Regions from separate parts of the Mus musculus genome. Here regions 1 and 2 are each linked to region 3. A link is a contact called in public Hi-C data. All regions are on one chromosome and are shown on one strand. The core of a region is the stretch at or near the end of the contact, and the rest is flanking DNA. Distances in the headings are between cores, read along the strand shown. Region 1 overlaps Cadps2 (Ca2+-dependent activator protein for secretion 2). Region 2 overlaps Cadps2 (Ca2+-dependent activator protein for secretion 2). Region 3 holds the start of Fezf1 (Fez family zinc finger 1).

What was found. Hi-C and Micro-C count contacts between places; a contact is called where the count stands out from the background.
Region 1: a Hi-C map of olfactory sensory neurons shows a contact between it and region 3, with 2.8 times the contacts expected there. The contact joins the enhancer-like site here to the promoter of Fezf1 in region 3. A contact is called at or near these places in 1 of 484 Hi-C or Micro-C datasets (olfactory sensory neurons) and 2 of 9 other capture datasets (adipose tissue and pancreatic islet).
Region 2: a contact with region 3 is called in a Hi-C map of rod photoreceptor, with 2.3 times the contacts expected there. The contact joins the enhancer-like site here to the promoter of Fezf1 in region 3. A contact is called at or near these places in 3 of 484 Hi-C or Micro-C datasets (nephron progenitors, olfactory sensory neurons and rod photoreceptor), 3 of 115 datasets of contacts at active chromatin or transcription factors (embryonic basal ganglia, embryonic forebrain and embryonic stem cells) and 4 of 9 other capture datasets (adipose tissue, embryonic stem cells, liver and 1 more).

The regions. Positions count from the first base shown.
Region 1 is chr6:23,317,853-23,320,552 of GRCm38.p6, reverse strand. All of the region lies in intron 24 of Cadps2 (Ca2+-dependent activator protein for secretion 2), which reads left to right. Among named protein-coding and RNA genes, the nearest start is that of Fezf1, 71 kb to the right of the region's middle. Within about 2 kb of position 1,397, at least 2 of the 459 cell types and tissues checked have an H3K27ac peak or open chromatin away from gene starts, as enhancers often do. A contact at or near this core is called in olfactory sensory neurons, where this site is marked.
Region 2 is chr6:23,360,469-23,363,168 of GRCm38.p6, reverse strand. All of the region lies in intron 17 of Cadps2 (Ca2+-dependent activator protein for secretion 2), which reads left to right. Among named protein-coding and RNA genes, the nearest start is that of Fezf1, 110 kb to the right of the region's middle. Within about 2 kb of position 1,413, at least 2 of the 459 cell types and tissues checked have an H3K27ac peak or open chromatin away from gene starts, as enhancers often do. A contact at or near this core is called in rod photoreceptor, where this site is marked.
Region 3 is chr6:23,246,966-23,249,665 of GRCm38.p6, reverse strand. It overlaps Fezf1 (Fez family zinc finger 1), which reads left to right and starts at 1,402. Exons shown (of 4, transcript NM_028462.1): 1 at 1,402-2,392; 2 at 2,636-2,700. The coding sequence starts at 1,592.

The DNA.
Region 1 (2,700 bases), core at 148-2,647, 71 kb before region 3:
AATTAAAGTCTAAATGAGTATAGAGGCAGAGTGACTTAATATTTTTGATTGTATAGATGCATTCTATAAGTATAGAATAACAACAAAGTCTAGGTCAGCATAATTCCTAAGCATTGCTAGCAGGAGGACACACACACACACACACAAGGTCACTTAATACTGAAGAATATAAATTTGGTTTTCAACAAGACACAGTCTCCCAATAACCTGCGATGCAAGCAACAGCCTTCCCAGGTATAGAGGAAGCAGTCTGCACCATGAGACCCATCCCCACCCCCACCCCACCCCCAAAAAATGTTGTCCTAGAGTGTTCCCCAAACCTTGGAGGTTGTAATCAGTTGTTGTCATTAGTCAGTATTTTTATTTATATGACCATGCTAATTCTTATAAAGTCACTCTGCTGAAACCTGAGAGCCAAATAGCAGGCCACCCTCACTCATAGCTATCAATTTCATAAGGACTTCACTGACTGTGAAGTGGGCTAAGAAGACCCCCCTGTCTGTGAGCATCATTCATATTTAGCCCATGTATAGGTATTTGCTATTTGGACTTCATCTATTCATACATATATGCTTATATTTTACTATGTGCAATTTAGGGGAAAACATATTTCTAATACTATATCATACAGTCATACAAGTATATATTTAAGTAGCTGATCTGCCAGTGTTACAGAATTTTCAGTAATTGTCACTGTCTGATAGCGTACAAGGTGATTTACTGTCTCTAATTATAGATGAGAAAGTACCTGACTTGAATGCCAGGGGCCCCTAATCGCCTCTTCATGGTTTTCTTTTCTTCCTTTTCTTTTTAAAGATGTATTTATTTATTATATGTGAGTACATTGTAGCAGTCTTCAGACACCAGAAGAGGGCATCAGATCTCATTACAGATGGTTGTGAGCCACCATGTGGTTGCTGGAATTTGAACTCAGGACCTCCGGAAGAGCAGTCAGTCCTCTTAACCACTGAGCAATCTCTCCAGATGCAAACCTTGGCTGTCTATCTGAGAATATTATCTTCTGTGTCTTTATGAGCCCATCCTCTTCTCATCTAGATTATGGACTCACCCTCCCATAAATACTGGGTGAATATATTAGTTCTTACTTTCGTATGCACACAGTACTTGACAGTGTACCAGGCACTTGGTAAATATGTATTGAGTAAACTAACAGGCTGATTATCTGCCGCTGCTTTAATTTTTCTCCCCCCCCCCCCCCCCGTAAGAAACAATTCATTCTAGCATGGAAAAAGAGAAGCAGCCACTGCGTCCACAGATAACAAACAGTCACGTGGTCACGTGGTTCTTTACATTAAGAAGTGAGTCGGTTTGAAGGGTAATCTGCTACTGTTCATTATGTCTCCACCTGTACCTTCTCACCAGAGACAATTAGCTCCCTACGACTTCACACAATTAATATAGTTCAAAATGTGCAGGTGTAAAACCTATTAGCAACTGTGAAGTGTGGTAAACAAGTTCAAAAGAAAAGGATCGCGTATGTGGCTTTACATCTGCAATAAATACAGTTACATAATTACTCAGTTCCTCCCTCCTTCCATCCATCAGCCTGTCTCTCTGTCTCTGTCTGTCTGTCTCTCTCTAATTTGTTACAAGTTAGTACATATATTACATGGACAGGTGAATAAGTGGACACCGTGTTCCACAAAGCAGCAAAGCTGTTGACAAAACTAGATTACTGGACACTTCAGGGTCCCTTAAAACATGCATTACATAGTTAAACCTAACAGAAATGAAGCTAACTCACTGAAGTCCATTAATTTGTTATTAATATGTTGTTGCTGAAATTAAAAAGAAAAAAAGTCCATTCCTGACCACATCAAAGGCCTGCCTGTGTTCCCAGGTTGCAATTCTATTTTCTTATGTTCAACATGATGCAAAGTTGCTCTCCAAGGCCCAGAATAGGATTTAATGAAGTGATTAGTGAGTGAATGGTCTACCCATGTGACAGATGTTTATAATGAGTCAGCAGACTTAGGCCAATCCCTCAGGACAGATGTTGAGATCATAAAACCACCACATTGTTTAGAATCTGTATTATCCATTACTATAGAAAGCAGACGACTACCTATGCTGTAGACATCCATCTGCCCTTAGAGCCACTTCACCTTGGTCTCATTGGCTGAGAATGAGGATGTGGGAACATGACCAAATTAATGGTATAGCTCAGGGGAGCAAGAGGTCCTTCTTCTATAGATTAGTTATCAATTAAAGGAGAATGCTCCCCTTCCCAGATCAAGCCAACCAATCCTCCTAAAATGCATGATGAAAGCAGGGCTAAAGTGTAGGTTGAGCTAGCATTTGGTTAGTCTCTGTTTCTAATACATTTGCATGTGAACAGGCCAGGAAAATGATGATATCCACATGACTGTGTGGACGCCAGGATTCTCAGTGTGCCTGAACTCTCTGAAGCAAGGACTTCTAAATGGTTGTCAAAATGTAAATTGAGATTTATCTTCAGAAGAAGCAAGGTAGAAACTGCTTTTGAAGGGCAGATATGGAAAAGAAAGCAGCTTGCAGCTAAGCTGCATCCTGCCAGCACTGGCACTTGGGAGAAGCAGTCCAACTATGAGAATATTTTAAAGTAAGAAAATGTAAATGTTTTTAGAAGAATTTGTAGAGGGTTTGGAGCTTAGTAGATGCTTACTTAGCAAAGTGTTTCTTTGCAAGCACGAGGACCTG
Region 2 (2,700 bases), core at 164-2,663, 110 kb before region 3:
AGCTGACAGGCTTCTACCTCCTTCTCGGCAGTTTCTAAGTGCTCAAAGCCTGCACAGAAAACATGGTTTAGGAGATTAGGAAGGGGTCCTTACTTACAGAGCATGGCTAAGTAGCCAGAAAGCCAACACTAAACTCAGATAGATAGATGATAGGTAGGTAGGTAGGTAGGTAGATAGATAGATAGATAGATAGATAGATAGATAGATAGATAGATATGTATATATCTATCTATATCTATATATACACAATATGAATGAAATACACAACATATGTGCACATGCACACACACATATACATATATGTATACATATACCTCTGAAGGGTAGGAAACTTTCATAGCCAGCAACACTGCTGGAGATATGTGCCTCTATTTCTCTCTGCAAACTTAGAGATATGTGTGGTCTTAATAAAAACACAGCTTCAGTTATATATAAGTATATATAGTATAAGTCATATACTATAGCATCTTGTAACAGATGTTTCTGAGTGGAGGTCATATTCCAGCAGCAGCAGCCTTTAATTTTGGATTTATTTTACTTTATGTGTATGAAGGTATTGCCTGTATGCACATATGTGTACTGAGGGCATGCCTGTTGGATCCCCCTGTAACTGGGGTCACAGATGATTGTAGGCCACCATGTAGGTGATGGGAATTGAACGCCGGTCCTCAACAAAAGAGCAACAAGTGCCCTTAACCTCTGAGCCATCTCTTCAAGCCCTATTTTAAGGATACTAAGTGGAGGGGAGGGTGTAGCTATGCCTCAAAAATCCTCCTAAAGAAAGTCTCATATAGAATAAATGACGTTTCCCCATTTGCAGACCTCACGTTATGGCCTGTCAGTCACGGGCCGCCACATACTGTTGTATATCTTTAAATCTTCTCTAGCTGTCAGAGGCATGCTCACCAGTGTCCTGCATCATTACCATCTGCTGTTGGCCTAAATATAAATTTACTCACGTTAAGGCTAATCCGGATAAACTATTTAATGTGACAGTAACTACAGCAGAATTAGTACCAAGTGCTGTGTTATTAGCATAACTAATTCTAAAGCAATATTCATTGGAACTGTGCTTTCAATGACAGGGTCATTAAATGAGCTGGTCCCAAAGGGAGGCATGGATCTAGGAGGCCACGGGCTTACTGTTTTCAAACAATTAAGGCATTAGCATTTTTATGGATTCTAAGCAACTGTAGGTAGGTCATACCACTGCAGATTATTTTCATTCATACACAGAATTGCCCGGTTATGAATGGTATTTTTATGATAACCCAGCAGAAATGCAAACTATTCAGACTCCACAAGAAAAAAGTCACCTTTGTTCTAAATGAGGTCTCTATAGAGCCCTGAGGTCTGGGAAGGTAGCTCAGTAGGTAAAATGCTTTCTGTGTAAGCCAAAGAGATTGAGTTCAGGACGGATGAACTCACGTAACCCGAGTGTTCCTACAGCAAGATGGAAACAGAAACTAGAGATGCTCAGACACTCACAGGCTGGGTAGCCTGGCATATGTAGCAGTGAAAAAAAAAAAAAACACCTCAAGTAAGGTCAGAGGTGAGGTTTTCCTCTGACCTTTGCCCACACACCATATCATGCTCCTGCCCACACTCATACACACAAAGAGACACTTACAAAGATTTATTTTAAAAAATGGGGACGGGTGTTGCTTAATTTCAAGCAAGGAAGGAAATAGACTTCACACAGATTGCCTTTGTGCCTAACTCCATCTTTTGTGAGTGCCAGTCGTTCAGACACTTTGATCCTGAGAGAACAGCATCAGGATCATTACTCGGCAACCATTTCAAAAATGCAAATTCTCAGGCCTTTCCCAAGACAGCCGAATCAGACACTGTGTAGGTGCTGCCAGGCCATTGTGTTTCAGAAAGATCTGCAGGGACTCTGATGCATGCTGGAGTGGGGCACAGCTGAGGATAATCCACCTGTGGATGCCAGCAATCAGAATCTCAGCTCTCCTAGAACTGTAGCATCATTTAGACTACAGAGAGCACGTCACTGGTGACCCGTTCTCTATGCTTAATTGTCTCACATAACAAAAATATGTGAGGCTTAGGAACTTCTCCCACACCTCTGTGAGGCAGTCTTCATATTTGTCTTCTCTAGAGTGCCAATTTCAAAGACTGTATTTCAGAACCATCCAACCTACTGACCAGTTCTACAGTGTCAGGCGAGTGGAGGATGGGCCATTAGATTAATGGGAAAGAAGTTATCTAATTTCCCACCTTCTTCCCTCTTGAGGTCAAAAGGCCCAAGAGGATTGGCCAATTTTAAGAGTCCCCAGATCTGACTGTCCTAGGCTCTGGCACATGGCCACTCACCTATAGAGAGGTCAGAAAACAAATAAAAACGTAGACTTTCCAACTGCATCATTGTCCAGGAGAAATGTCCTGAGCCAGCAGAAAAGCCTAAAGAGTTAATGGTGTGGAACAAATAGCTCACAGGGGTGTGTGTGTGTGTTCAAGACACTTAAAAAAATCTCATCAATTATGATAAGGTCAAATCATAAAGTTTACATGGGCTATTTACATTTTGTTGATTAAGTAGTTTAAAATTTTATGTCAAAAGCATCACAAATGTATACATATTATATATGGGGAAAGAGAAATGATCTAATTGATCTTTTTCCCAGGTGCCCCTGCAACCTTTACCATGAATGTCACTCCTCTCCCACCACGTGGGACCCT
Region 3 (2,700 bases), core at 153-2,652:
GTTCTGCTCTCGGCGACCGAAGGCTCCCGGTTGACCTCTCCGGGGAAGGCGCGCGCCGCTACTCGGGCGGGAGCCGCGGGGACCCGCGCAATGGGAGCCTCAGCGTCCGGCCTTTTCATGGAAAGCTCGCCCAGCTAGCGAATTTGGGCCCCAGGCGTCACACCAGGAGGGCGCTGGGCGCGCGGGGGAGGGTGGGGGGGGGTAGGGGACGCTTAGGGTCTCCAAACGCTCGGGGGGGGGGGGCAGAAATGGTCCGTGACCACCACACTTTGTTCGTCTGCGCGCACAGACACGCGGGGTATCGCGTGCACTGATGAGCCGCACGCAGACGCTGGCAGCCAGGGTAGGGATCGACAGATTGTATTCCCCTTCTCCGCTCCACGTTTAAAACCCTCTGCTCTGGAAGAGCAGTGGGCGCAAGTTCTTTGGAGAAATGCCCTTTCGGGGTTCTCTCTGGAAACTCAAGGAAGCGCGCTCACGCGTGTGTTTGTGTGAGTTCAATCCGCGTCTAGGTCTCTGGCCGTGTGGCTCCCTCTTATTCTTTGCAACTCAACTTTGTGGTGCTGGTGCGTCTTTCCCAGGCCTATTGCCATGGGCATCGCTTTGACAAAACCACAAACGCATAACAAGCCTCCCAAGGCCTTTACATCTCAAGGGCATTTTGGGAGGCCAGTTACCTGCTGGTGTCTTCCAAACGGTCCAGACGCGGCTCGAGCTGCAGCGACTCCTTGATTCAGGGAATGAGCACCACCTCCCGACCTCACCCCCCAGACCCCCTCGAGTCCCGGAGGATGAAAGTGGGCTGCGTAGGAGGAGGCATCGTGGCCCGAACTGAGCTCAGGCAAGCCAAGCACAGAAACCTCGGATTTTGCCGTCAGAGGTTTCCTGGTCAAGGCTTTCTAGAGCCTGGCGTTTGATAAATATAGCCTGGCATTTGCCCCTGAATTAGACTCTGTTTCCTTATTTAGCCCTAGCACAATGATTTTAGATGATGTCACTTAGAGCTAAACGAGAAAATTGATCTCAGATTTGCTTGGCCTCTAAAGCCTGGTTAAGCAGATTGAGAATTAAAAAGACAGAGGAAGCTAGGGGGAGGGGCAGCTGAAGGGTAGAGAAGTGTGTGCGGGCGAGTGCTTGCGCGTCGGGGAGGGCTCTGCGCGTTGCAGAGAGCGCCCCCGCCTCTTCTGGGCGGGGGAAGCTCTCTCACCAATGAAAAGTAGTCACCGACTGCAGAGAGAAAAAAAGTTTTCCTGTTGACTGTTGGAAGCGAATTGAGCAATTATCTAGTTTACCTTCTCCTCTTGGAAGTTAACGATTGGCGAGATCTTGGCTGCGTTATTGACACAACACTTTCTATTGATAGAAATAAGTAGTGATTGTCCCCGAGTCATTGGTGCGCCAAGAACTCTGCGATGGGCTGGCAGGAGTCCATTGGGCTGGGCAGGCAGGTTCGGCTGGTGATGCTGGGGAGGAGGAGGAGGAGGCTGCTGGTGGTGACGGTGCCTGTCCTCTCCGCAGGTCTGTGACAAGCAGGGGACAAGGCAACGATCCCGCGACTCAACCCCGGCTGACCGACGCTGGCGACTCAGTCATGGACAGTAGCTGCCTCAACGCGACCACCAAAATGCTAGCGACTGCTCCAGCTCGGGGCAACGTGATGAGCACATCTAAACCCTTGGCTTTCTCCATCGAACGAATCATGGCGCGCACCCCTGAGCCTAAGGCCCTGCCGGTCCCCCACTTCCTGCAGGGAGCCGTGCCCAAAGGGGACCCCAAGCACTCTCTGCATCTCAACTCGTCGATCCCCTGCATGATCCCTTTCGTCCCCGTGGCGTACGACACGAACTCCAAAGCGGGAGTGAATGGCTCAGAGCCCCGCAAGGCGAGTTTGGAGGTTCCGGCGCCGCCCGCGGTGGCGCCCTCTGCGCCGGCGTTCAGCTGCAGCGACCTGCTCAACTGCGCGCTAAGTCTTAAGGGCGACCTGGCCCGCGACGCATTGCCACTACAGCAGTACAAGCTGGTAAGGCCGCGTGTGGTCAACCACTCTTCGTTTCACGCCATGGGTGCCCTGTGCTACCTGAACCGAGGTGACGGCCCGTGCCACCCGGCTGCGAGCGTGAACATCCACCCGGTGGCCTCCTACTTTCTCAGTTCCCCTTTGCACCCACAGCCCAAAACGTATTTAGCCGAAAGGAATAAACTGGTTGTACCGGCAGTGGAGAAACTCCCTTCGGGAGTAGCTTTCAAAGACCTGTCCCAGGCTCAGCTGCAGCATTACATGAAAGAAAGCGCCCAACTTTTGTCGGAAAAAATCGCTTTCAAAACCTCGGATTTCAGCCGCGGCTCTCCAAATGCCAAGCCCAAAGTTTTCACTTGTGAAGTCTGCGGCAAGGCAAGTCTTATGCCAGGAGTTCCTTCTTCCTTCCTTCCTTCCTTCCTTCCTTCCTTCCTTCCTTCCTTCCTTCCTTCCTTCCTTCCTTCCTTCCTTTCTTCCTTCCTCTCTCCATCCCTCGCTTCTGTTTTAGTATTTGGGGAGTGGAAGTATAAACTTGTTTTGCCCCCTCCCTCCTTTTTATCACTTTGGATCCAATCTGTGCTTCCGTTAACCTGTTTTCCTTTGTGTTTAATTTTTAAGGTCTTTAATGCGCACTATAACTTAACCCGTCACATGCCGGTACACACAGGAGCCAGACCCTTCGT